Regions from separate parts of the Sus scrofa genome. Here region 1 is linked to region 2. The links are chromatin contacts, called in public Hi-C maps. All regions are on one chromosome and are shown on one strand. Each heading gives the region's core, a stretch centred on a gene start, on an enhancer-like site or on the middle of the called end of the contact. The rest is flanking DNA. Distances are from core to core; before and after follow the strand shown.

Region 1 (6,954 bases), core at 1,801-4,300, 240 kb after region 2:
GCTATTTTAAATATAAAGTTTTAAGATGCTTTATGCTACATCAAGAGTCAACCAGAACAGCACTTACTAGTTATTTTGTTATCACGAAAACAGGGCAAGTACCCATTTTATTGGAATGCTCTGGGATTAAATGAGTTATGGCACAGACCGGTAGACCAGTGCCTGGCATATAGCAAGTGCTCTGTAAATGGTGGCTCTGGTTAGGCTTGGATGACAACTCCAGTTAGGTTCTGACAGAGAGAAATCCGAGAGTGGGTCCTGTGTCATTCAGCTCTCTAGGCTGTTGGAGTCCTTTTGTGGTCTAGTCTCAAACAGGACAGTGGCCACTTATGGAACGCTTATGCTGGAATGACCCAAGAGTGAAGGAGCCAGTCATGTGCCACCCAGGCTCGTGTTCTCTCCTTTTCTCTCCGAAAGGATCCCTTTCTGTGCCTTCCAGAGATTCCATCTATTCTCACCTCTGAGGTCTTCTTCCTATAGGACAGGACCCAAAGTGGGGCTCCAGGAGTTCCTGTTGTGGCTCGGTGGTATCAAATCCAACTAGAATCCATGAGGATATGGGTTTGATCCCTGGCCTTGTTCAGTACATTACTTGGCGTTGCTGTGAGCTATGGTGTAGCTCACAGATGCGGCTTGGATCCCACATTGCTGTGATTGTGTGTAGGCCAGCGGCTATGGCTGAAATTAGACCCCTAGCCTGGGAACTTCCATATGCTGCAGGTGTGGTCCCAAAAGAAAAAAAAAAAAAAAAAAAAAAAAAGTGGGGCTCCATCTCAGCCACCTCCTCCTTGCTGTCTCTGAAAAGGAAGGCTCTAGCCCTTTTGGTTTAAGGGCTTCAGTGCTAAACAGAGAGTGAACAGCAAACAAGAAGGGTATCAAAAGAACTATTGTCTGAAATCTCACAAGTGCCTAGAGCCATGACCCCACCCTTCCCTTCCTGAGGGTGAATTTCACCAAGCCTCCCTCCCTCACCATCCCATTTCCCTAGATTAGGTATTCCACTTCCTGCCTACAGGTCTAAAGGCACAATGAATAGTTGAACAATAAATGAATTAATCACCCTCCAAGCTTGAAGTCAGGGCATTCCAGAAGGGTGATTGTCTGTCTGTGTTTCCACTTCTCCACACAGGAAATAAGGACCTCTGGCCTCTCCCTCACAGTTACTCAGTTACCAAGTCTTCTTAAAAAACTGAATTGTGATCCACAGTATCTCTTACTTGCACTTGTTCACTTAGTGATTGCCAACCCCAGTTGCTCATCTAAAAAGTCTGGGATATCAGGGCTGTGTTGACCAGTTATTCAAATGCCTTGACTTCTAGAGGCAAAAGTCTCTGAAGAAAGAAAAAACTGCCAGTGTCCAAAGGGGAATGGCCTAGCTCCAAGGTGGCATCTATAAGGGTGAACTTACCACTTACAACCCTAAAATCTTTGTCTTCCGTCTGGGATTATTCTTATGGCTCCCTGTCAAACCTGGTGGGTTACAAAGAAAGCTTATTTGCACCTGCTTGGGGTGTTGGAAAACTAATGCCAGCAAAGAGATAAGAGTCCTTACCTATTGGTGATGGAACACAGTTGGTTTTCCTTTTCTTCCTTCTGTTTGTCTATATTTCTGACTTTTCTACAAAAAAGAAAAAAAAATCCATATTATTTTCTAATAGGAAAAAAAAAATCACAGTTGTTCACCATTGTTCAGCAGGAAATTTGTCCAAACTTACCCACACAATTCAACATGGCATCATTCTTGTTCATATTGAAAAAATAACTTGTTTAATTTCGAAAAAAGGAAAATCTATGAGGAAAACAATAGCCTGGGTTTTGGTGACAAAGAATCTTGATTTAAACTCTTAGCACCACACTTCATTAGGCTGGGGTGATCTCGCAAAATGTATTTTTAACCTCTCTAAGCCCTACTGCCTTCTACAGGGGACATGACGTCTTCTTCCAGTGCTCAAGAAATATTTTCTGTTTTTCTTCTCATCCCCAATCCTGAGATCTCAGAAAGTATCTTTTATAGAGCAACCAATGCACGTTTCATAGACTTTTAGAAGGAACCTCAGAGTCCATCTGCTCTGAATCTTCTGGAATTCTGTCCACAGCTCCCCTGGTTGAGGCTCCTTGAGCCTTGGTAGAATGCAGCCCACTGCTTCCCAGGGAACATTGTGGCCAACTCCACGGGAGGACAAGTCTCACCATGATAATGATGTTACTTGCTTTTTATTTAGCTAAAATCTGACTATGAAATATTATCTACTGTCTTATTCTAACCTCTAGACTCCCAACAAAGAGCTAGCAGGCTCCCTTTCCATCCCATAGTCCTTCAGCTGTTACCCAACACCAGTTCAGAGCAGGGTCATTGCACATGGTAGGGTTTGGTCTGGGCATGGCAGAGACCTTCTTAAAATGACACAGTGCAAACTAGTAATTTAATCATGCCCCAGGCTGTTGGCAAAATTTCCAGTAGAAGTCCATCTTACTGCCTCCTACATTCTCTAACTGTTCTTTCAACTTTTTCTGCTCTGCCTCCAATTATTTATCAGTATCTTTCCCCTCCTCCACTCAACCTCAATCTTCCTTTCCCCTTACCTTTTGTAAAGGTAGAGGTTTTTACCTCTGCATGGAAGATGCAGCTGAACAAGTTGATTGTGGAAACTGTTTTTTGCTAATTCTAGCATGCCAAGTAGGGAAGGAGAGAGAATTTAATGGAGTAGCAAGTATAAAAATAGAGCAATGAGACAACAAACAGTCATTCTGATATTGTCCTTTAAAAAATTCCTGTAGACCTAAGCTCAGCAGTATCCAACTGGATCATCAGATTGTTATTTTCCTACTGAGGAAAACAGAAGCTCTTTCAAATATCTCTTTTGTATTCCCAGCTTTCAGCGGAAAAGACAAAGACACGCACTGTAGGCCATTAAGTACTTAGGAGACATGGTTTTAGCTAGGATGTAACTCAATTTTACAGTGATTTATAAAGAGCCTGGGGAAAATATTTCTTGATTTGGGTAGGGGCATTGTCAGATTAAAGGTGCAGTATTTCCAGATGCTGTTTGTTTCAGCCCTATATTCTACTGCAACAAGGTTGAGTATCTTGTCTATGCTGGTGGATTATTAACAGAGGTTATTGGTCTCCATGGCAAAATGATTGCAAAGGACGTAATCTTATTTATGAGGGTGCAAAAAAAAAAGAAAGGACTTAGTGTCAAGCAGAATGTATAAATGCCTGTTGCCATCGAGGTTCTGCTGTATTTGAGAGGCTGAAGCAACTCCAAGGACACAGTTCACGGGCTGATTTCGTTTCTGAGCTCCAAAATACGGATTGACTTGTGGACAATTATTAAGACGCTGTGGCCAATAATTTGAAGAGAGCCTGTGAAGAAGGCAGCGAAGGACTTTGTATCACAAACCTTGTATCTCCATCTCCAGCATGTGCACTGGGAGCTGTGCCAAGTGCCTGGGGGGCACCCTCATTCCCCTCACTGTGTTTGGCTTCCTGGCTAACATCCTGCTATTTTTCCCTGGAGGAAAAGTGATAGACAACAATGACCACCTTTCCGATGAAGTCTGGCTTTTTGGAGGAATATTAGGAAGCGGAGTTTTGGTGAGTAGGGAAGCCTTAAAATCCCCCCAGAGGATATATTCACCCTATCCTTTTAAAAGTGGGTACTGACTAAACAGGAAGAGATTTGGCTGCTAACAAAAGCCCAAGCACTGCATGATGAAAAGTTAGCGCTTTAATTTCTGCCCTTCCCCATTGGGACCGGCCAAAGACACGTTCATTAAATGGACTAAGTGATGAATCCCCAAGCTTAGGCTAGCAGTTCTCATGGGTCAGTTGAATTTCCTGAACCGAACTGATTGCCGCATAATTTCTTCATTTTAACAAGAAAACGCTGGGGTGCAGGGTGGTGGTCGGGGAGGAGGTGAACACAGTTTTCTAGTAAATGACTGAAAACCACCAAGAGAAGCAGGTGTCAGTGGATTCTTCTTCCACTCTTGTGCTAATGATTTCTTTATTCCCTCATTTCCAACAGAGGTTGGTTATGTTTCACGACCATTGAGGACAGGATTTTTAATCCCTATCCTGACCCACCATGTAAATGGGAACACAGGGTGTCAAATCTCGACATCCTGCCTCACAACAGCTGCCCTTAGGCCAAATAGAACCCGGATACTCAACACTTGTCCACCCACCAGCCAGGCTCTGTTAGTTCCTGCCATACCCCTTGGCCACCAAGTCCCACATCACAGGTGTGGCTCCTCACACAGCCAGGCAGGCATGGGCACCCCCTTCATGACCAAACCAGAGTCCCTCTAAGGTGCTTCTTTTGCCTATAGATGATCTTCCCTGCACTGGTGTTCTTGGGCCTGAAGAACAATGACTGCTGTGGGTGCTGTGGCAACGAGAGCTGCGGGAAGCGCTTCGCGGTGAGTCTCTGGTTCTGTGCCCTCCTGCTCCCTCGCACTGCCTCCTTGTGCTGGCGGAGGTGGGTGACAGGGGATGGAGAAGTTACCAACCCCAGGAAGGACTTTGGGAGCAGCTGGTAGGAGGATGACGATGGGATTCGTGCTGGAGCAAAGTGACAATTATCCTAAATTTTAAAAACCATCGCCCTCATACTTATAAAGGCATGAGTACCATTTAAAATGTTATAAACAGGCAGAGTTGGAAAAGTGCAGCAGTGCTGTATAAAAAATACAGGTTTGGCAGGCAGAAGGGCTGTAACTCTCCCTTTGCCACTGAGAAGCCCTGAGTTCCCTGGCGAGGCCTTTCCCTTCTCTGGCTCTGCGTCACCTCATCAGTAAAGGGGAGTGGGACAGAATAACAGACAATAACCCTGTCTTCTCCCCAATGGCCCCCTCAACTCTCCATTCTTACCACCAGCAAGTTCACTGCCTCAGAGCCCAGCATTTCCGTCCTCTACCTGGACTTTGCCTTGGGACCTCTGTTCCCTTTCTTTCTTTCTTTTTTTTTTTTTTTTTTTTTTTTTTTTTTTGTCTTTTTGCCTTTTCTAGGGTCGCTCCTGTGGCATATGGAGGTTCCCGGGCTAGGGGTCGAATTGGAGCTGTAGCCACTGGCCTACGCCACAGCACAGAGGGATTGGAGCCACATCTGCGACCTACACCACAGCTCATGGCAATGCCGGATCCTTAACCCACTGGAGGCCAGGAGTTGAACCCGAAACCTCATGGTTCCTAGTCAGATTCGTTAGCCATTGAGCCACAGTGGGAATTCCTCTGTTCCTTTCTTGTTTTCTGCAGTCATACATCTTATAGTGGGCCACACTGTTCCAAGCAGGAGGGAAAGAAGACTGGGAGTGGGGTTGAGTCTCATTTCCACAACTGGAGTCACTGCTCTCTGTCTCCCTCTGCTCATCTACAAGATAAGGATATGGGACTAGATCAGAATTTCCCCAAGTACAGACAAGCTCTGCCCAGATACAGATATGCTCTATCGTTCGATCACATACAAAGTTAGTTTCTTTTTTCTTCTCCTTCAATCCTCTTGATTCTACCAGAAAACTCTTATTTTGATGGAAATTAGTCCTTACTAATTCGAATCGTTTTTAATTTCCCTTTCTTAACAAAGTGAGATCAAGTCTCCGGCTCCAGGAGATGAGAAACATTAATGAGAAAATCAGTAACATTGTGTTTACATACATTAGTGATTCTAGTTTTTCATTCAGAGAGGTGATATAAATGAATAAAATGGAGAGTTGACTTAGAGAAGAATAGTGAGTTCGGGTACCTTGATGTGGCAAAAATGAAGAAACTGAACTGGAATTACTGTCTGAATGATGATAAGGCAAGCTCCTGCTCTAATTTCCTGAGCTTCAGCTGTCCATCTTAGAGACTCATGAACCCAGTGATGAATTACATTCTCTCACCTTAACCTCTTAAAGGAAAGGTATAGGAGTTCCCACTGTGGCACAGTGGATTTGGAATCCACCTACAACGGCTGGGGTCACTGAGGAATCACAAGTCAGGCCTGGGAACCTCCATATGCCGAGGGTATAGTCATTTTTTTTTTAAAAAGGGAAAGGTGCAGCTATTTGCCCTGAAACAGAAACATATCAGCATTTCTCATCATTAATTGCTCGTTTAGTCAACTAAAAAATATGTATTGAGTACATATGAAGGGCTGCAGCTGGTGCACTCTGCATACATTAATGCTTTTCCATATGAGCTCAAAGATCATTCCAAGAGGATGTTCTCACTGTTTAAACACCATCAAGTATTGATGATTATAGCAGCATTTAAAATCATAATTTAGGAGTTCCTATTGTGGCTCAGTGGGTTAAGAACCCTTCTAGTATCCATGAGGTTGCTGGTTCAATTCCTGGCTTTGTTCAGTGGGTTAAAGGATACATCATTGCTGCAGGCTGTGGCATACATTGCAGATATTGCCCAGATCTGGCGTTGCCATGGCTGTGGCATCATAGGCTGGCAGCTGCATTCAGCCCCTAGCCTGGAAACTTCCATATGCTGCGCATGTGGCCCTAAAATCACCATTTATAAAGATGTCAAAATTAACCACAATTTATTTGCTATATTTGCATAATGTGTGTTATATATAATAATATTTTAAAATAATTAATTGTAAAGGAAAGAAATAAATATGTTAACTCATTTCCCTTTGAAACGTAGTCCCATTATACCTTGTAGTTTTTTGGGGGGGGATAAGTCGGAAATGAGAACTTGCAAAAAATTAGCAATTAAGGAATTTGGATGAATTGCTTAGAAATCTAACAGCTCATTCCCTGGTGCAGAGTAGAAGGCTGAAGATTAACCAGTATAAAAGAAGGATTGGGGGGTTGTTTTGTTTTGTTTTTAGGTTTATGTATAACCACAGTGAGATGTGAAACAGTATTCAAAATACTGTGCAAAACATGTTTTTAAATTAGATTTATGGGGAGTCCAAGAGGAAGGCAGAGAAGTCCTATTTTTCCAAGCAAA
Region 2 (6,902 bases), core at 2,728-5,227:
GGAACACCAAAGGTCATTAGGGTATGTCTATTTAACTTCAAGAGCACAGCTTGGGGACAAAGGTTCAGTTACTGGAAATGTGCAGGAAGTTTGCCAGTCAGATATCCAGTCAAAAAAAAAATCTGTTATTATTGCACTTTGATCCAAACAAATAACTCACATTAATTGCAGTTCTTCCTGTTGACAATTGCAATATGCTCTTTTCTGCTCATTACAATAGATATGCCCCCTCTCAGTAATCACCTGCCTCTGTTTTAGCCCTCCCCCAATTCCCATAATCCTTCAGCAATTCCCATAATTCCTGGTAGATTCATATCCAGAAGTGAGTTTTTAATGGTAGGAAAATTAAAACATTTTTAATATTGCCTTAGTAAGGTAATAACAATGTTACTCTTTCCCATAAATTCAGAATGCCCTCAGGGACCTTGGTTTATGTTTAGACATGGTTAATAAAATGTGGGTAACATACATGAAAATTTCTGGATTCTTAGCTTCACTAATTGAGACATAGTATTTTAGTTTTCTACGGCTGCATGACAAATGATCACAAAGTAGCTTAAAACAACAAATAAATATTATTTATTTATTTATTTATTCATTTACTTATTGCCTTTTTGAGGGCCACACCCACGGCACATGGAGGTTTCCAGGCTAGGGATCTCAGCGGAGCTGTAGCCGCCAGCCTTCGCCACAGCAACTTGGGATCGAGCTGCGTCTGTGACCTACACCACATCTCACAGCAACACCGGATCCTTAACCCACAGAGCAAGGCCAGGGAACAAACCCACAACCTCATGGTTCCTAGTCAGATTCATTAACCACTGAGCCACGACGGGAACTCCAAACATCCACTTTTTATTTCACATTTCTATGGATCAGAAGTGGGCATGGCATTCCTGGGTTCTCTGCTTAGGTTACCTCAAGGCTGATATAAGGATGTTGGCTGAGCTGAGTACTTGTCTGGAGAAATCCACTGCCAAGCTCAGTCAGGTTGTTGACAGGATTCAGTTCATTGTAGTTGTAGGAATGAAATTCCTGTTTCCTTGAAGGCTGTCAACTGAGGATCTCTCCCAGTTCCTTAAGGCCACCTGTATTGCTTTCAAACTGACCTTTTTCATCTTTAAACCAGTAATAATTTGTTGAATTCTCCCTCAATTATCTTTGAATCTCTCTGACTTATTCTTTGTCTACCCAGATCATGCCCCTAGTTCAAAGTCAGCTGTGTCATTCAGTATAACATAAATTGTGGGAGTGATATCTCATCATGTTCATGGGTTCTAGAGATTTGGGGTAGGTTATCTTTTGGGACCATTAAAAAAATTCTACCTACTACACACTGGAAATACAAGAAAAACAGTCAAAATTGAACTGGTGGACAAAGATTCAACCAGGGTGTACATAGCACAAACTCAAGTGAATTATAGGTTATAAGTAGCCTACCTTCACCAGCATAGTATAAAAACTATATCTAAGTGTCAGTCTTCTTTTGGATATGTTCTTGGGGAAGATAGCAACTTCGATACCAAATCCTAGAGCTTAGAACGTGTGAAATGGTATAAGTGCTTCACTTGCATATACACATGGGCTGTCCTACAGAAGTGTTTGTACCACAGCAGCTTTTGCTTACTAGTTTGCACTTAGTAACCTTGCAGTATGAGTCATCATAAATGACTTTTCCAGATAATTTTAGGTCATGATTATGTGTCTTTAAAAATCATTTTTAAAATTTAAGACCATGTTTGAAGTAGTAAAATGAATGCCTTCTGTGCAGGTTTTTTCATTACAAATGTTTTGTTTACTCCCCTGTTTTCTTAAACGGGCGATACTAGGAAAAAATTCAACTTTTTTTTCTGATAGTAAAAGTAAGTATTAACATTTATAGAATACTTATGGTATCTTTTTTTCTTTTTCTTTTCTTTTTAGGGCTGCACCCATGGCATATGGAAGTTCCCAGGCTAGGGGTCTAATCCGAGCTGTAGCTACCAGCCTCGGCCACAGCCACAGCAATGCAGGATCTGAGCTTCATCTGTGACCTACATCACAGCTCATGGCAATGATGGATCCCTGACCCACTGAGTGAGGTCAGGGATGGAACCTGCCTCTTCATGGATACTAGTTGGGTTCATTATTGCTGAGCCACAATGGGAACCCCTGTTTAGCTATTTTTTTCCCAGTTACTTCATTTTTACTTGTTCACATCTTCAGTAGAAAAATCAAGGCACAAAAAGGATTTATTTCGCATTAATATATTAACTAGATTTTTTTGTCAGTTAAATAGAGAATTCTCTTTATTTTTTTATTTAATTTTAAATTTTTTAATTTTTGTGTCTTTTTGCCTTTTCTTGAGCCACTCCTGCAGCATATGGAGGTTCCCAGGCTAGGGATCGAATCGGAGCCGCAGCCGCTGGCCTACACCACAGCCACAGCAACATGGGATGCAAGGCACCTCTGCGACCCACACCACAGCTCACGGCAACGTCAGACCCTCAACCCACTGAGCAAGGCCAGGGATCGAACCCGCAACCCCATGGTTCCTAGTCGGATTCGTTAACCACTGCACCATGAAGGGAACTCCAAGAATTCTCTTTAAATAACCATCTTCTCACTTCATGGCTAGTCTAGGAGCAAGTAAGAGCAAATTTTAGTGCTTCCAGAGGGCCTATTGCCAACCAAGCATGGAGATTAAAGGGAAGAGGGCAGCCTGAGGGCCTGGCAAGAGGTCATGGTCAGCACCCAGGCCAGGGTCCAGGGGTCAGGGGTCTGGTTCCCAGCCCACCTGACAGCTATAGGTCATTGGGATCATTTGTCACCATTAATACAACTTTTTATGACAATTTATAATATATTTATGACCATTAAATTACACTTATCACCATTAAAATACATCTTTAAATGTAATGAATATTGGTTTGGAATAACAAACTTCAATTTGGTGTTAACTTTTTAGTGAACATTATTAAAAGTGATGACCTCAGTAAAGATAAACTCCCATGACAAAAAAACTTCAAAGAGAAGTCTACTTCTGTCTTCTCATGTGGTGAATATAGCTTAAAATAAAGGAGCTTTCAAGTGACACAAGAAACCTTTAAGTTACATAGAGTTTTTTCGAGGGGACATTATAATAGCTGTCTTACTTTTTTTGCGCATGTATAACGCGCCAAGTGCTGTACTAAGAGCTTTCTGTGCACCCACTCTCTAAACAACCCCATGATGTATTCCTATTATTTTCATTTTACAGATTAGGATGCTGAGTCTGAGAAAGATGGACCTATTGAACTGTCCAGAGTCATCTGACAAGTATCAGGGAGAGTCATATTAAAATTAGATTTGATTTCTATAAACATTCTTTGAAGATTAAAAACCTTTTCTTCTTACCATTAATAATCAGTAAATGGTATAGTAAACATAAACCTTTCTACAGTCATTCTTTAGATGAAAGAGCTGCGAAAACAGACAAAAAGACTGAGCCCCAATAGGAGATGAGGTAACAGTTAGAGGGGGGTAATAAGAAGCCCACACAGTTCCCCAAGACCAAGTTGAAAGAAGTAAGGTCAACCTCTCAAAACAAACAAACAAACAAACAAAATCCCAGGAATTAGAGGACATTTATTAAAGTGTCTAGGGTTTCAAGTCCATATTTTGTAGTTTTTCTGTATAACAAATTAAAGAAATAGTTCATCCTTATCAGTAGTTCATCATTGTCTTAATTTTCTTAAATGATAATTTATACATTTGATCTATAAGCAAGAAAAAATTAGTGACTTACTTGTCAACTGAAATAAGTTTCTTTTCCCCACGGTCAGAGGCATAATCCCAAGTTGTTTCAACAATTCCAATGTAATAATGCTTATCTTTTGCCCGGGCTGAGGTACCACATAAAATTAGAAAAATACCGAGCAAGAAAATCTTCATTTTTTTTCCCCCTCTTGAAGCCTGAGAGGCAATGAAGTGAAATCAGAAGCAGGTAATTTTATAAATAAGGCTTTCTTCCTTTATTTGCTTGACTGACAGAATTTTATGTTGCACAAGACAAAATTATTTCGTGAAAGCAAATAACATTTTCCACTTCAGTTCAGTTCTCGTAAACCCAGGAAAAAAAACTCGTTTTCCATTGCCAGGATCCTCTGATTACGAATAAAAAGTCAACAGTTATTGTTGGAGGCACTGAACTGTGCATAACTCTATGCTTCTACCATTCATAGTATAAATTCCAGGAGGGTAGAGATCATGTCTAAATGCTCCCTTTGTTCCTCCAACAATATGCCACAGTACAGAGCCCTGCACACAGTGAACTTTCAATAAATCAGGATAAATTATGCAAAATTTGCAAAATAAATCAAAATATGAAGCTCTTTCCTTTTGAAAAGCCTAACAATACCTAATTGCAACTTTAACATAACGTGATATTTAGCACACCAAACTTGAATATCCCCAAATAGGAATTTATTTTGAAGGATTTATTTATTACATAAGTTCCGAGCACATCTGCATAGAATGTTTATCAGGTTATTCTGGATTGCTATATCTGAATAACTAGCAGAGGATAACAGTAGTTGATGATTCTGTTTTAATTACTGAAGAAATTAGAGGTAAATAAACCTGTCTTCAAAAGCAAATGTTGATCTTGGTAAATCGAGAAAGCCCAGCTTATTAACCTGGTTCTCTCTCTCTTTGTTTTGGACATAAATTTGGAGGTAAAAGACTATTTGTTTTTTAGTTGAAGAAAATCCTGATGATAACAGTGCCCATTTTGTGCTGATGTAAACTTTTTCTTTAGAACACCTCAGTGCATTATGTAAGTATTGCCTAAAAGTGTTTGTAGAAACAGATTGGTATAGGAGAAAGCGCCCCAGTGTTTGAACAATTCATTCATTTAATAAGTGAGCCCTCTGTGTATTGGACACTGTTCTAAGCACTGTGGGGATACAGCAGTGAATAAAGCAGACACAAATCCCTACCCTCGTCAACTTACAGTCTACTGGAGAGAGAACAACAATATATAAATGACGTGTGAAATCTCCAGTATTAACAGCAAGTGCTACGGAGAAAAAATAAGTCGAGGAAGGAGACTAATGGTGCCAGGGAAAACAGGTTGAAGACCAAAACTGATGGTATCACGTGACCCCAGTCAAGATGCATGCTTGACCTCAACCTCAGTTTCCTCATCTTTAAAAATCTCAGCCTCAGAGGGCTATTGTCCAAATTAATTGAAATGACCCAAGTAAGGTCACATAGTGGGGATGCTCCTTTCTCCAGCTAGCAATAATCTTAACGAATTGTCCTGATACAGAAAGTTGAGTCACAATGCCCAGGATGTCTCAAGACCTCTTTCTGGAGCCTTCATGCCCACTGAGAGGACCTGAGTATGGCTAAAATCTTGCCCAGACTCCACTGGCCAACCCTATGCCTTGTAAGATGCTGTTCCTTTTAAAAACTGGTGCCCAGAAAGGCTTCTTTTTCCCCAAATGATCCCCACAGAGGGACCACCTTTTAGCTGTTTATTCTAGAAGTGCCACTTTTTGCTAATTGGCTCTAAGCCCCTGTATACGAACCGGTATATGGCTGTTGGTGTAAGTGATGCCATCTTGGGACTGTACAGTTCCTCCTGGCCTTCCACTGCCCCTACCTGGGACCTCACTATGTGGGAAATCACTTCTCTGTCATCAGGGGCTTGTAGTTAATAGTTTTAAAGATCTTTACGTCCAGGTGGCCTCTGTACTTGCTATCCTCCAAACAATGATGAAGACCTTCACTGATGTATTTCCAGTGTCCCTGGGATTACTCCTTCATAAATCTTCTTTTAAACATTCTTTTTAAAAGACTCCTTTCCATTATGGTTTATGCCAGGAGATTGGATGTAGTTCCCTGTACTATACAGTAGGACCTCATTGTCTATTCATTCTAAATGTAATGTTTGCATCTATCACCCCCAAACTCCCAATCCATCCCTCTTCTTCCCCCGTCTTTAGCAACCACAAGTCTGTTCTTTATGTCCTCATTCATAAATCTTGACTTAGGAATGCACTTTCTGTTCCTAAGCATGTACTCCCATATCCTAGGTTAGCTATGGAATTGTCCCAATGGCCCCTGTGTGGTGCGAACAGCATCTGGATTCGGAATCGTTGTTCAGTGATCTTACCCTGTGAGTAAATTATCCTATAATGAACAGATCCATTAATTATATGCAGCCACCTGCCTCATTTTTGGTGTTAATATTCCTTCTCCGTTCGTGGGCACTTTCATCCTCTCCATCCTCCAACAATTAGTGAGCCAGCCAGGGGACAGAAAACAACACAGGAGTGGGTAAGGAGGTCTTGCTGGAGGAAAGCCAATTGTTGTAGGGGGAATCCCAGGTTGGTCAGCCCCTTCCATATGGGGTGACTCGGCTAGGTTTGTGGGCAACTTAGGGCCACTGTGTGAGTATAGGATGCCTAAACACCAAAGGGCTTCTTAGATATAATAACTGAAGCAGTGGGAAATCAAAAGTGGAAAAAAAAATGTGAGCAAGCTGTCTCAGTTGTCACATGGCCTTTGTTATTTGCTCTAAGGATTAGCACAGAAAAAGAATTACAGCTCAGTTGGAATCTAGAGAAGACTGAAGAGAGTCTGGTGTTAGAAAGGGATGTCCAGAGGACATGTTCTGCTACTTCTGACCTTATGCAAAAGAAAATACAACCTGAAGAGACTATTAAAGTGGTGGCAAGTCAGTGACAACTAAAATGTAACATGGTTAGGCTGGCCCATTAACAGGTGAGAACAGTTATTTCACTGCAGAACTGGGACCCCAAGAGGTGGGATCCTTGGGATATGACTCAGCAGAAGATGAAGACATAATTATAGATTTTTGGTTTGCAGTTATTCTGAAGTTTTGATATAAGAGTCTATATGTATATGAGATTGTT

What was found. Hi-C and Micro-C count contacts between places; a contact is called where the count stands out from the background.
Region 1: a contact with region 2 is called in a Hi-C map of liver, with 2.6 times the contacts expected there. The contact joins the promoter of TM4SF4 here to the promoter of CP in region 2. A contact is called at or near these places in 4 of 47 Hi-C or Micro-C datasets (liver and skeletal muscle).

What each region holds. Positions count from the first base shown.
Region 1 is chr13:89,698,121-89,705,074 of Sscrofa11.1, forward strand. It overlaps TM4SF4 (transmembrane 4 L6 family member 4), which reads left to right and starts at 3,051. Exons shown (of 5, transcript XM_003132480.5): 1 at 3,051-3,598; 2 at 4,336-4,425. The coding sequence starts at 3,425.
Region 2 is chr13:89,459,274-89,466,175 of Sscrofa11.1, forward strand. CP (ceruloplasmin) reads right to left here and starts at 3,978. Exons shown (of 19, transcript NM_001267694.2): 1 at 3,767-3,978. The coding sequence starts at 3,912.